Linked DNA regions of Anser cygnoides: region 2 is linked to region 1. A link is a contact called in public Hi-C data. All regions are on one chromosome and are shown on one strand. The core of a region is the stretch at or near the end of the contact, and the rest is flanking DNA. Distances in the headings are between cores, read along the strand shown. Region 1 holds the start of LOC106039396 (OX-2 membrane glycoprotein-like). Region 2 overlaps PHLDB2 (pleckstrin homology like domain family B member 2).

What was found. Hi-C and Micro-C count contacts between places; a contact is called where the count stands out from the background.
Region 2: a contact with region 1 is called in a Hi-C map of liver, with 2.0 times the contacts expected there. The contact joins the enhancer-like site here to the promoter of LOC106039396 in region 1. A contact is called at or near these places in 2 of 7 Hi-C or Micro-C datasets (granulosa cells and liver).

What each region holds. Positions count from the first base shown.
Region 1 is chr1:91,030,659-91,036,583 of Taihu_goose_T2T_genome, reverse strand. It overlaps LOC106039396 (OX-2 membrane glycoprotein-like), which reads left to right and starts at 3,671. Exons shown (of 8, transcript XM_067002217.1): 1 at 3,671-3,949; 2 at 5,850-5,925. The coding sequence starts at 3,686.
Region 2 is chr1:91,235,117-91,241,041 of Taihu_goose_T2T_genome, reverse strand. It overlaps PHLDB2 (pleckstrin homology like domain family B member 2), which reads left to right. Exons shown (of 20, transcript XM_048057375.2): 3 at 1-2. It overlaps LOC136791444 (a long non-coding RNA gene), which reads right to left. Exons shown (of 3, transcript XR_010833538.1): 1 at 5,754-5,925; 2 at 4,047-4,152; 3 at 1,919-3,161. Among named protein-coding and RNA genes, the nearest start is that of PHLDB2, 32 kb to the left of the region's middle. Within about 2 kb of position 2,586, at least 2 of the 3 cell types and tissues checked have open chromatin away from gene starts, as enhancers often do. A contact at or near this core is called in liver, where this site is marked.

The sequences.
Region 1 (5,925 bases), core at 2,422-4,921:
ACATGACAGTCAGAACAACGATGTAGATGAAAGCCCATCCTGGCTGGAAGGGGGGCCTAAGGCAAGGCAACTTACCCCCCACATCACTACATCTTCTACCAAGAAAGAAAGAAGGATTATTGTCATGGGAGACTCCCTTCTGAAAGAGACAGAGGGCCAGATATGCTGTCCTTGGACTTGGGTAAGAGACATTGCCAGGAAAGTCAATCTCCTAGTACAGCCTCTGACTACTACCCACTACTGTTTTTTCAGGCTGGTAATGACAAAGTAGCAAGGAGAAGTCCGAGAGCAATCAAAAGGGACTTTAGGGCTTTGGGGTGACTGGTTAAAGGATCAGGGGCACAGGTCGTGTTTGCCTCTGTCCTTCCGATAGGAGGGATCAATGTTGACAGGCAGACTTGGCTCATCAATACGTCGCTTCAAGACTGGTGCCACCAGCAGAACTTTGGGTTTCTTGATCATGGGAAGGTCTAGGCAACATCAGGCCTGCTGGCACCAGATGGGACACACCTCTCTCAGAGGGGGAAAAGGATTTTTGCCCAGGAGTTAGTAGGGCTGATAGATAGGGCTTTAAACTAGAGTCAAAGGAGGAAAGGGATAAAACCAGGCCTGCCAGTGATAAGCTAGGGGATGGCATGCTAGAATCAGAGGGACTGTGTGCTAGTGAGGTCCTTCAGTCTGCTCCACAAGGTGCTGCATAAAATGAGGTGCATTTGAAGTACTTCTACACAAGCGCACGCAGTATGAGGAATAAAAGGGATGAGCTAGAAGTCTTGGCCCAGTCCCACAGCTATGACATCATTAGCATAAGCTAAACCTGGTGGGATGAGTCCTGTTACTGGTGTGTCAATAGATGTAGATGTAACCAATAGATGGTTACAGGCCCCTCAGGAGGGACAGGCAGGGCAGGCGAGGTGGTGGGGTGGCGCTGTACATAAAGGAGGGGCTGGACTGTGTGGAGCTTGCAGTTGGTGATGGCAAAGTTGAGAGCCTCTGGGTAAGGATTAAGGGACAAACAAATAAAGGGGATGTTGTCATGGGAGTCTATTACAGACCACCTGGCCAGGATGACGACACCGATGACACACTTATTCTTTGAGGAACTAAGAAATAACTCAAGATCAACTGCCCTTGTCCTTATGGGAGACTTCAGTTTGCTAGACATCAACTGGGATTACCACACGGCTGACACAAGCAGGTCCATGAGGTTCCTAAAGCACCTCGATAATAACTTCTTGGTGCAGGTGCTAAGGGAGCCACCTAGGAAAGGTGCCCTCCTAGATCTGTTGCTGGAGAACAGAGAGGGTCTTAAGGGGGACATGGCAACTGGGGACATGATGGTAGGCAGCAGGTGCTTCAAACCAGGCAGGACCTCCATGTGTAAGTGTCTGAGCATTTGTGACTTTTAATAGTGTTATTTGGATCTGATGATGAAGGGGGTTATATTAACTGATGTGAGCAGACCAAGAGGGGCATTCAGTCAGCAGGGTCTCACGGTCTTGATGCAGGTCCCCAGCAGCTGATATGTCCTGCAATATTTAGTGCTCTTGTCATTACTGACGTCTTTGGCACTGCCTCTACTCTTACTCTAACTCGCTATTTTCTCCTCCTGTTAAATACCAGCAATGTGCATCAGCTGTACGCCGTCCTTTTCTTCTAGCCTGTAAAAGTTTCACTGGTTACTGGCTCAAATGGTTCTGCTTAGAAGAGATTATTAGTCCAGAAATCACAAGAAGAACTATGAAATGCATCCACAGCAGAGAGCGTCTGCCCAGAAGGCAAGGGAAAACTAAAGAATAGAACTCATTTGTGACAAAAGGGATTTCAGATTTCCTTTTTCACTAGCACACACGTAGCATTGCAGGTGAAAAAAATAAAAGGAGGGGCACAAAGAACTCTCCAGAACGTAGGACAAGAGCTTTCTACTCACTTTCGTTCTCACTGACTTCAAAGGCTTTGTCATACTAGAGAGTCAGTGTCACCCCAGCCACCACCAGCTCGAGGGCAGGTCATGTACAAAGAACTTTGTGGAACTGGGCAGAAATTGCTGAGCTGAGCTGGGAGCTTGCTAAAAGAAGCAATTGAAATGAGAGTGGAGAATGGGGCTGAAAGGGACTTTTGTGTCTTTTTCTTCTATAATGAATATAAAAAGTTTTTATTATCTGAAATTGCTGGTCTGCCTGGTGTACTTTCTGTTTGCCTCTGTCCTGAGGTTACCTCCAGTCTTCACTTATTGCTTCAGAACTATCCTCTCTTTGCTCAGCTCTGGCTTCCTCCCTCTTTTCCAAAGAAGAAGACCCTTTCATCATTTTCTTCCTTCTTCTCTCAGTTCCCCCAGCCTTTTGAGGGAACAGAAAAATTTAGATAAATATAGAACCTTTCCACCTCAGAAGACATGGGTTACTGGGAAAGCTAATAAATAAATAAATAAATAAATCATTCAAGTCCCTTGAATGTCCCCTTTATTATCAAGAACTAAGTGCAGGAAGACGTCCCTGGGACTTCCCTGCTTTTGTTGCTTTGATGGCACAGAGCACTTCTGGATAAACTTATTTTAAGCTGTATAGTCTGCAGGTCTCTAAAGTTCCCTCAGAAATCCCCTCAACATTTATGAAGGCAGGTAATTACAGGAGATTTTTTTTTTCTCTCATAAAAAGAAAAAAAATGTCTGAGGAGTATAGGTACATCAGTCTCAAGCAACAAGCAGTAGGACAGTAGAATAGCTGCTGGAGACCAGACCTGCTTTGGAGGGCACCCATTCTCCACCCAAAACAAAAAAGGGAAGACTGGTGGAGGGAAATCTGAGGAACTCAAGACCTACTCCTTGGCCTTAGGAGATGGAAGAAAATATTCAAAAAAGGCAGTGGCAGAGTTTGGGCTTCGGTTTGTTAGTTGTCAGAGGAAGGGCTCCTCTAGATCAAGCGTGGTGGTGGAGCTGTTGTCTCTAAGAAGGGTTGTATCCAGCTGGAAGAGCCACTGCCTGACCACACATATCTGTCTTAAAGAAGTGGTTTCCATTTTATGTGGGCTCTTGACCACTACATGGGCATCTCTGTCAAGCTATTTGGGGGGGGGGGGGGGGGGGGGTCGTGTGTGTGTGTGTAAACTGTGTCAAGTCTGGTGTTTTTCCCCAGGAGCCATGATGTTTTAAAACAGGGAGCATTCTATCTATGTAACAGAAGTGTTGAAATTGGTATGAATGACCTGTGAACACAAGTGTGAGAGTAGGTGTGAAAGCAGCAAGAAACAGCAAACAGCAGACACAGGCTGGCTGTCCTGTAGAGGTGATAAAGAATGTCGTTTGTACTTATTGACAAGTGGGCTGTTTCTGTCAAGCCTGGGACAAAGCTCTGGTGGCAGCAGAAGCAGCGTTGGCAGTGGAAGATGCTGTAGAAGATCCTGGGTATAAAATCAACTTGCCTAGAGATTTTATATCATAAAATGACTCTTCCATAAGATTTTTTTCACTTTTTTTTTTTTTTTTAATGCTTATTTCCTAATGTCTGGATGGAGAACGTCACTGCTCTTGGCCATTCTTATAAATTATTATTGATCCGTGTGCCCCTGCTGTTGGATTCTACTTTTAGCATTTTGTTGCAAAATGAAAGCCTTTAATGCAAACATAATAACAATAAACATTAAATTAATAAATAATGCTATTAATGCTAACGGATGTTATTACCTAATGCTCGTTGTTCGGCGCTGTTCCGCTGCTCATCCACCTTGCTCCCATCGCAGCCAGCAGCGGCCCCAGAGGAGGAGGAAGCAGGGGGCGAGCCCCCGGGGGTCCGGTGGGTCCGGAGGGCTCTGCCCGCCCCCGTTACGGGACTTTTTTTTGGGGGGGGCGCCCCGCCCCGCTCCGCCCCGTTCAGCAGCGGGGCTCTGCCAGTGTCGCGGCCGCTGTCACTGCCTTTGTCGCGGACGCTGTCGGCGCCCGAGGGCGCGGAGCGTGAGTACCTGGGGCTTTCGTTTGGGGGGGTCGGGTGCTGCCCGGGTCCTGCTGGCTGAGGGCAGGGGGCTCAGCCTCCGCCGAGGCCGGGGCTGGAGGCAGGAGGGCGGGGGGCAGCGCGGCGCTGGGGTTCGGGTGACCTCTGGGGTGCGGCGGTGGAAAGCGGGATGCGGCAAAGGGCTGCCCTGTTGTCTTACACCCTTCCCACCAGGAGACTAGGGTGGGCCTGGGATCCCACAGGACTTTTTTTGGGTGACCAGAGTGGCTCCACGACCCGCTGTTTGCTCGTGGAAAGGAGATCTTGTAGCTACGCCGGATGGGAGCAATGGTGTGTTACTGTCCTACCAGGTTATGGTCTTACCAAGGGAAATAAAAGCAACGAGCCGTAATCGCTATGAAAGGTGTGCTTTCCAGCATGCGTAGCGCTTCTTTCTGTGGTCTATATGCACTTTTGTAACGTCAAACTTCCCTCTGACTTGCTGTGCTTGCTCCTGATTTTTGTGTGTTTTTAGGAATGCTGTCTGACCATGGCAGAGCCATGCTCAACTACCTGTGCTTTATTACTTGATCAATTTGTTATTCATTGAGCTTATTGCTGATGCATTAAGCTTGTTGCTGAGGTCTTGATTTTACACACAAGATTTTGTTCTGTATTCACACTTGGCATCTGTGGAGTTGTCCCGGGAGTTGTTTTAGCACAGCGAGCCTGAAATGTAAAGGCAGGCTAGTGGCAGAGTGTGTACGTGTTGTATGTGTGAGTTTGTTGGGAAGTCGTTTTTTAAACAGAATTTTCTCTCTTCATTTACTTATTTATTCATTAGCTATCCTTTTTTTTTTTTTTTTTTTTTTTAAGGCAGATGATAACATAGAAAATGCTTCACAGTTTCTGTTTTCTGGCTTTTTCCATGTTGTGAAAATCTTACAGAAGTAGGGGTCTGCTTGTGTTCTTGGTAGAAGACGCTCCCAGAAAGCATCAGCTAGTTTATAATCATAGACAAGAAGGTGTACATGATATGTGTTACAAATATTGTTATTATTATTATTATTAGGCAAAATAATGTTTCCACTTAAATATGACAGCAGGTACAATTCCAGGCAGGTCAACAATTTGGTAGCATTGTGGTAATATTAAGTGATGAAGTAAGTTGAAAGCAGCAATGCAATCTCAGTTTTGCCGCCTTTGCCTCCCTGGAAATGTTTGTATGTAGCAGGTGCGATGTGCCCCAAAGATTCCCCAATTCATGCTGTTTTGTGTCGAGATGTTTTCAGTTTATCCCTCGATCTCGTGAGCTGTACACCAATGTTACGCTCCTGGTGGAAGCCACTGGACACACAATGCAGGCTGTGTGTGCGAATGTGGAGGAAAATCATTGCCAGGAACGTCTGAAGGCTGACGCTGGCTCTTTTTTTCTGTTCACCTTCTTCCACTAGTGTTTGTGTAGATATTTCTGCTATCACAGTGCAACTGAGTAAAAGCTCATATCTGCTCATGTCCATGGGTCTCTGAGCTGAAAGCACCAGGCTTTCAAAAGCATGTCTAACAAAGAGTGTAATAACCCTTTGTTTCATGTGCACCAGTTCATCCATTCAGCAAACCCATATTCATGAGCTCTATGAAAGAATAAACTGCAGTTTGCAATTCTGTACGTAAATGTTTGAAGAACATTGTTCTGTGAAGAACAATCCAGAAAGTTAATGCCTTTCTAGCTTTCATCATGCAACGTTCACACCTTGACCTCAGTGGTATCTCTATTGTCTAATTGTAGTACTTGTCATCTACCCAGATAAGTTTGTTTTACTTAAATGACAAAGCAATCATTAGCATTCACATCTTGTAGTCATGATATAACCAGAAGATGATCTGTTATTAAACCATGCATCTCTTCTGATCTTTCTTCAGGTGAAGCAGATGCTCCCTTCCAAAATGACTTTCCAAGCCCTGTTTTTGAGTTTGTTTTGTCTTGTGCTCGGAAAGG
Region 2 (5,925 bases), core at 1,337-3,836, 210 kb before region 1:
TGGTAATTTTTTCTTTTCCTTTGAGCTTCTCATGGCAGCTGGTGTTTGCAAAATGTCTTTTCCAGATCTAGCCATCGGGAGGGTATAGCAAAACATAAGCTGTTGTCTTTTGAAATTCAGATTTCACTGACGTCAGATGCAGTGTTTATTACTGCAGTCCATGAAGCTAATGATTAAGTGGCATGCTGCTGTAACAGCTCAGATGGACAGTGCTGTTCAACCATCCTAAAAAATACGTTGTAACCCACACGAATTGTGTTCCTTCATCCTGTGGGCTTTGCTAAAACGTCTGCGTGCAGAAACCCCACAATTTGCACTGCAGGGTTCCAACACTTCTGTTTCAGTTGATGACAGTGTTTGATGGTGAGTGGGTAAAATGAATTTGTCTCCGCTGCAAGCTGCTCGGAGTCCTGTCTGCTGTGCTGTGGAGTCAGATAGGCGTTGGGGTCGGTTTGATGGACATCATCGGAGTTCTCTCCGCTTGGTTGTGGTTTTACCTCCTGAGAATTTGCATTAAAATACAGGCATTTTTGTTTCTCCCTTGGAGAAGTAGCAGAAGGGGACAGAGCTTCTGTCTTTGTGCAGTAGCTGCAAAACTAGTCAACATAAAACCGCATAAAGCCTCAGCCCTGAATTACTCTTGATAGTAAGGCACAACTTCAACGTGTTATTGAAACAACTGTTAGGTAAAAGAAAAAAAAATCTTCAGAATAGTCAGAGGGAGTTCTTGAAAGGTTTTGCAGTGACCGCCTTGGCCCTACTAACATGCATTCATGCTGTACTGATTTTATTGTCCACTTAGGCACTGACCTATGTCATTACAGGGCCAACGTGTATTATCGGGTCTTCGCCCTTAACTTTGGATGTGTGCTTTCACTCCATCTTTGATAGGTTTGGGCACTTGCGAAGACAGGCTGTGCCCCCAGGACGGAGGGTGAGGAGGCCTGCTGCAGGGGGCAGGGGTTACAGACCCCCCAAAGGGTTACGCTTTTGCACGCCCAAGGAGAAATCATCAGCAGAAGTGCTCATGGGTTATGTCCTCCTCTCTCCCTGCTGCTTTCCTGCTCCGTGTTGAAATCTCCTCGCTGTTGCCAGTCGTGATGTTTTGTGTGTGCCAAGTGGCATTGTCGTGTTATCAGAGGGCTTTCCAGACAGCAGCAATGTAAAACTTGAGCGGTGATCAGTCGTGAAAGACAACACAGGGAGTGTATTTATATTTCAAAGAGAACAGCATTTTTTGCGGTGAGGCACTGGAGATATGGGGTTGTTTCTCTATTCAGTAATGCTAAAAATTGTTCTCGTTTTAAATCTGGATGTAATGGCAACATATTTCTCAGTACTGTTCAGTGTTTCTCAGTACTGTTTTTTCCCCCTTTTTGAGTACCTGGTTGAAGGGTTGCATAGCAGGAGAGTGCCTCCTTCCAGTGCTTTGAGGGTCTGAGTAACCCCACAAATAGGTTTTCAGATCTCTAAGAGGAGGAATATATTTGGTTGAAAAGAAAAAAGAAAGCCAAGTCTCTTAATGTTCCTCCGCAAACTGCCCATCAGCCTGTTGTACATTAGGCCCTGTCCTGTTTTGGTTTATTTTTGTCTTTTTAAGTGGTTGAAGGCATGAGTGTATCCAAACAGGGTCCTCATGTATCCAGCCTGAGTTTCCAAAACACAGCTTTGTCTGATTTTATGGCAGGTGGCATGGATGAAGGTTGGAGATCCAGGTCTGCTCAGGCCTGTTTTGGCGAGCAGGGTGTGTATGGGATAAATGAAAACCCACAACCACCAAATAAGTGCCTTTGGATAGCAAAAACTGCATGCCTTGCATTCTCAGAGATGGGTAAAAGTCCAGACTGAGTGTCTGGTGGGTGAACGGCGGGGGAAGCCCAGTCCTTTTAAGCATAAATATTAGACTAATGCTCTGTGTCTTTGAAGCAAGGCAGGCAGAAGGAAAATGTAGGACTGCTTGGAGGCTCCTCGGAAGGATGAGGCCACTCCGCAAGCCAGATGCCGAGCGGAGAGCAGCGCAGCTGGCACCAGCGCTGCCCCTGCGGCCACCCTGCTGGCACAGGGCTGGCTTGGGCCTCGTGTTTGCCAGCTGCTGTTCACCTCTGAATTTTTTGGCAAAGCCCATGTGCATGTTAGAGTTTGCCCTGGTGTCTGCCCTCTGTCTCTTCCCTTTATTTTTACTCCTTTTGTTGTTGCTTTTTTTCCCCATATAAATTATTCTGCGAGTTTTACTTGTGCTTAGTTTGCTTTTTAAGTGACAGAGGCCCCTCAGGAGGTTTGCATTTTGAGTTGCTGCTACTGTCTGCATACAAAACGAAGTGATCTGCTGTCATCACCCAGACAGATATACATAGAATTGTAAAAAATTGTGCAAATAGTGAAAATGCTCCTTGCGGTTTTTTGGAGTGATTAAAACATCTGAGTTGCAATGTGTCCCTATGCACCAAAGAGAGAAGACATGTACATCGTCGCATAGCATTTGCTGTTGCCCCCTCAAGTTTCCTTTCCATGTGTCTTCTGCCGAAACCAGCTGAACACTGGGGCCGCCTTTGCTCCTGCTGGCTCTGTGTCCAGGCTGGCCTGGTGCCACATCTCTCCGGGCGGATGTTGATCCAAGTTTTACACAAGTAGATGCAACAGCGAGCTATTGCTGAGGATGGCCCGCGAGCCTCGTAAACAAGGAAGAGAGTTAACACTGGGATCTAAGAATAGGCAGTGAGATTCAGTCAGCTATTGAATTCGTGTTTTTTATTTCTTGTTCAAAGAGGAAATCTTTATTCTTTTTTTTTCCCCTGTCTGAGATAAAAGGCAAATTGTTGTAGCTGCTGGAACTGAAAGGCGGTTGTTCTCCCCAGCCCGTGAGGAGGTCGGCGGTGGACTGGCACGGCCAGCAGAGCCAGAGAGATATTAATGCCATCTGTTTTGTTTGACGCCCTCCCGTATGAATAGCACCAGCCTTGGTTTTCTGCTGCTGGCTTTCAGGCAGTACGCTGCCTTTCCCCTAGATGGAGGTAGCTACCCAGAAACGACCCGCTCAGCGTGTGCAGGATACCTTTCGTAGCCCAGCTGCCGGTGTGGATCCAAAGCATATGCTCGTAAATGGAGTTTTATGGGATGCAGGAATCGTGCTGGGAGGGATTTCGGCTTATGTGACCAATGACCTAACAAGCAATAATAGAATTAGGAGAGCTTATCCCCCAGTCTGCACATTCGGAAGAGCACTGAATTTCATTAAGTTTATTCAATAAGTAGGAAGTAATACAGAATTACCCCGAGTCAGGAAAGCACTTTGCATTCATTCATTGCAATTTAGTAAGATGTGCTCGTGTGAGGGGAAAATTGAATGGAAATATTTGGGAACGTTCAAGGTGGTACTGCTTTAAAACTATGGTTAGTAGAGCTCATATAAATCTCCATATAGCTTGGAAAAATCTCATATACATATTTAATAAATTTATTTTGGCACTGTCTTTTTATAGATCCTTTAAATGTAAAGCACCTAAGCTGTATTTAAAAGTGTAAGTGACTTGACTTGCCTCTTAGAGGAACCCCAGCCAAGCAGATAAAGGCTGGGTTGAGATAATTTTTCCTACAGCTAGTGTTGGACAGTCTCTGCAGTGTTATAGAATAGCCACTTAACAGCAGTTTAGTTTAATAAATGAACAAGTGCTGTATAATAGGATAAAACAAACAAACAAATCCCCTGCAGGATATAATTAACACTGATAACTCGGTAAATTTTTACTTTAATTATTCCAGAACTTTTCTGTGGAATCTTTAATAATCCAGAGTGTGGATTTAGTGTACTTAATTTGTGCAGCTCTGTGTTTTATTAAAAGGAGCTATATATAGGAAGAAGGGAAGAAATGAATTTCAGTAGACCTGCTTTTAATTACAGAAGTTGAGCAGTGCTCTACAGCTCCTGTCCTCAGCGTAACTGGGGAACTGGGTTCTGCAAAAGCTCCTCCGTAAAGTTCCTGCCCAGAGGCTGGCTCTGGTCTGTGCCCCTGAGCTGTTTGACTTTTGTCCCTCCATTTCTCTTGTACCTGTAACGGGGAGGCAAGGATCAGGCGTGTTGCTCCTCGGGGCCGCGGCTTTCCTTCTGCAGTTCTCCTCCTTGTGGGTCCCTGCTGGGGAAGGCTCCCTGGGCATCTGCCGGGAGAAACGAATGTGAAACACAGGTGCTTTCTCCGAATTCGGTGCTGCTGCTGATAGCCTCGTAGCCAGAAGACTAAATATAGTAGAACAAGGACTTAATGGTAGAATAAATGAGGCTGAAGTGAGGAAGTGGCACAGGTTAGAGAGGGAAGGGACACAACAGCGGGAGAGCTGCTCTCAGCCCCGGGTAGCAGTCTGGCTTGGAAACAAGCTTCTGTCTCCAAATCTGAGGCAGGTGTGCAATCAACACTTCCTCAAAAACCCAGGCAGGAAAGAGAAGCCTTCCTCCTGCCCCTTGCCCACAGGGTGCTGAACATGGTGGTAAGTATGAAAGTCTGTGGACTTTAATGCTCTGCTCCTGCTGCCTTATTTCCCCCGTCCTTTTTGACTTGCTGCTGCTCAGACGTTTTGTGTTGGAGCCAGGTGTTTGCCTGCCCCTGAGGCTTTTAAAGAGCAGTGGGAGCTGGGAAGGGCAGCAGCCTCCTCTTCAGACAAAGGGAGCCGCTGAGTAGCCACAAACCTCGTTAGCTCCAGTCACAAAGGACAGGCTGTACATGTATTTTTAATGAGATCTTGGGTTATACAGTTGCTAATGGCACTTAGCTGGAAAGCTTGCTGCTTGCCACAGCTGACTAACCCCATCCTGCCTTGATACCTAGATATGACCGACCTCCACACATTTGTAAAATCCATACAACGTGTGACATGCAGTGGATGAACAAATCCTGGAGCCGCTGGCGTAGTTGTCTTTGAAAGAGTGGGAGTTACTTATCTCCACTATTTCAGAATATTTTTCTTCACAGGGTGCCAGGGATGTGTCTTAATGTCGTTGTTAAGCAGTAGCAGAGGAGGGTTGTTATCCCTTTGTCCCATCCTCCTTCAGCACCTAAATTTCCAGCCATTCAGATGTGGTACGTAGCTTTGTCGAAGCCCATAGTGGCGAAACTGCTAAGGTAGCAAGAGCACAAGACCTGTCTGTCCCTTTTCACAGCAGGTAAAAGATCCAGCGAAAGTACACAAAGATGTTTTAGTCTGTTAGAAAGGGCGTTTTACGGGGAAACATACCAAAAGGGGACTCAAAAGGCTTAATTCAACAGCCCTTCCTCCCAGCAGAACCAATTTTAAACCAAGCTGTTTCACTTGGAATGCCTTTTCTTTCTCTACCGTGTTTGGCGTCGAAATTAAAATCACAAAAATTACCACCCAAACTTTTCGTGTTCTCCCGCTCTCACATTTCTCTTGCGTTACAGGGGTGGTTTCCTAGCTAGCCGCTTGACTCGGAAATGTGTGCTGGAACAGTTAAATGCAGGTGTGCTGGAGCTGGAGCGAGCTGGCCGAGACGAACCGATGAGAATAGGGTGTATAAAATAGCCACCCAGCTTCCTGTCCGTAAGCCTCTCGGTACATGTCAAAATAGAAGTGAGAGGTAGCGGCATTTCGGTCATGCGCCTGGAAGTTCAGCAGGACTTTTTTGAAGCCTGGCAGAGGTTTTCCTGAGATTTTAGAGTTTTGCTGACCACGTGGGACTTGGGGAAGGAAGGATCCCTCCGCGGGGCTGCTCCCAAAAGGAGAGGTTTGCAGGGAGAGCTCCTTACCTGGTTCCCCGGGCTGGGATGAGCAGCAGCTGTGCCTGAAAACCTAAACCTGCCGTTTGCCGTCATTGTTGGAGGGATGGGGGGCTGGCCTGGGGTAACACGATGTATCCTGTTGTGGCAGGGAGGGACGGCACTTCATATCCTAATGCTGTGCTTCCCGTCCATAACCGTC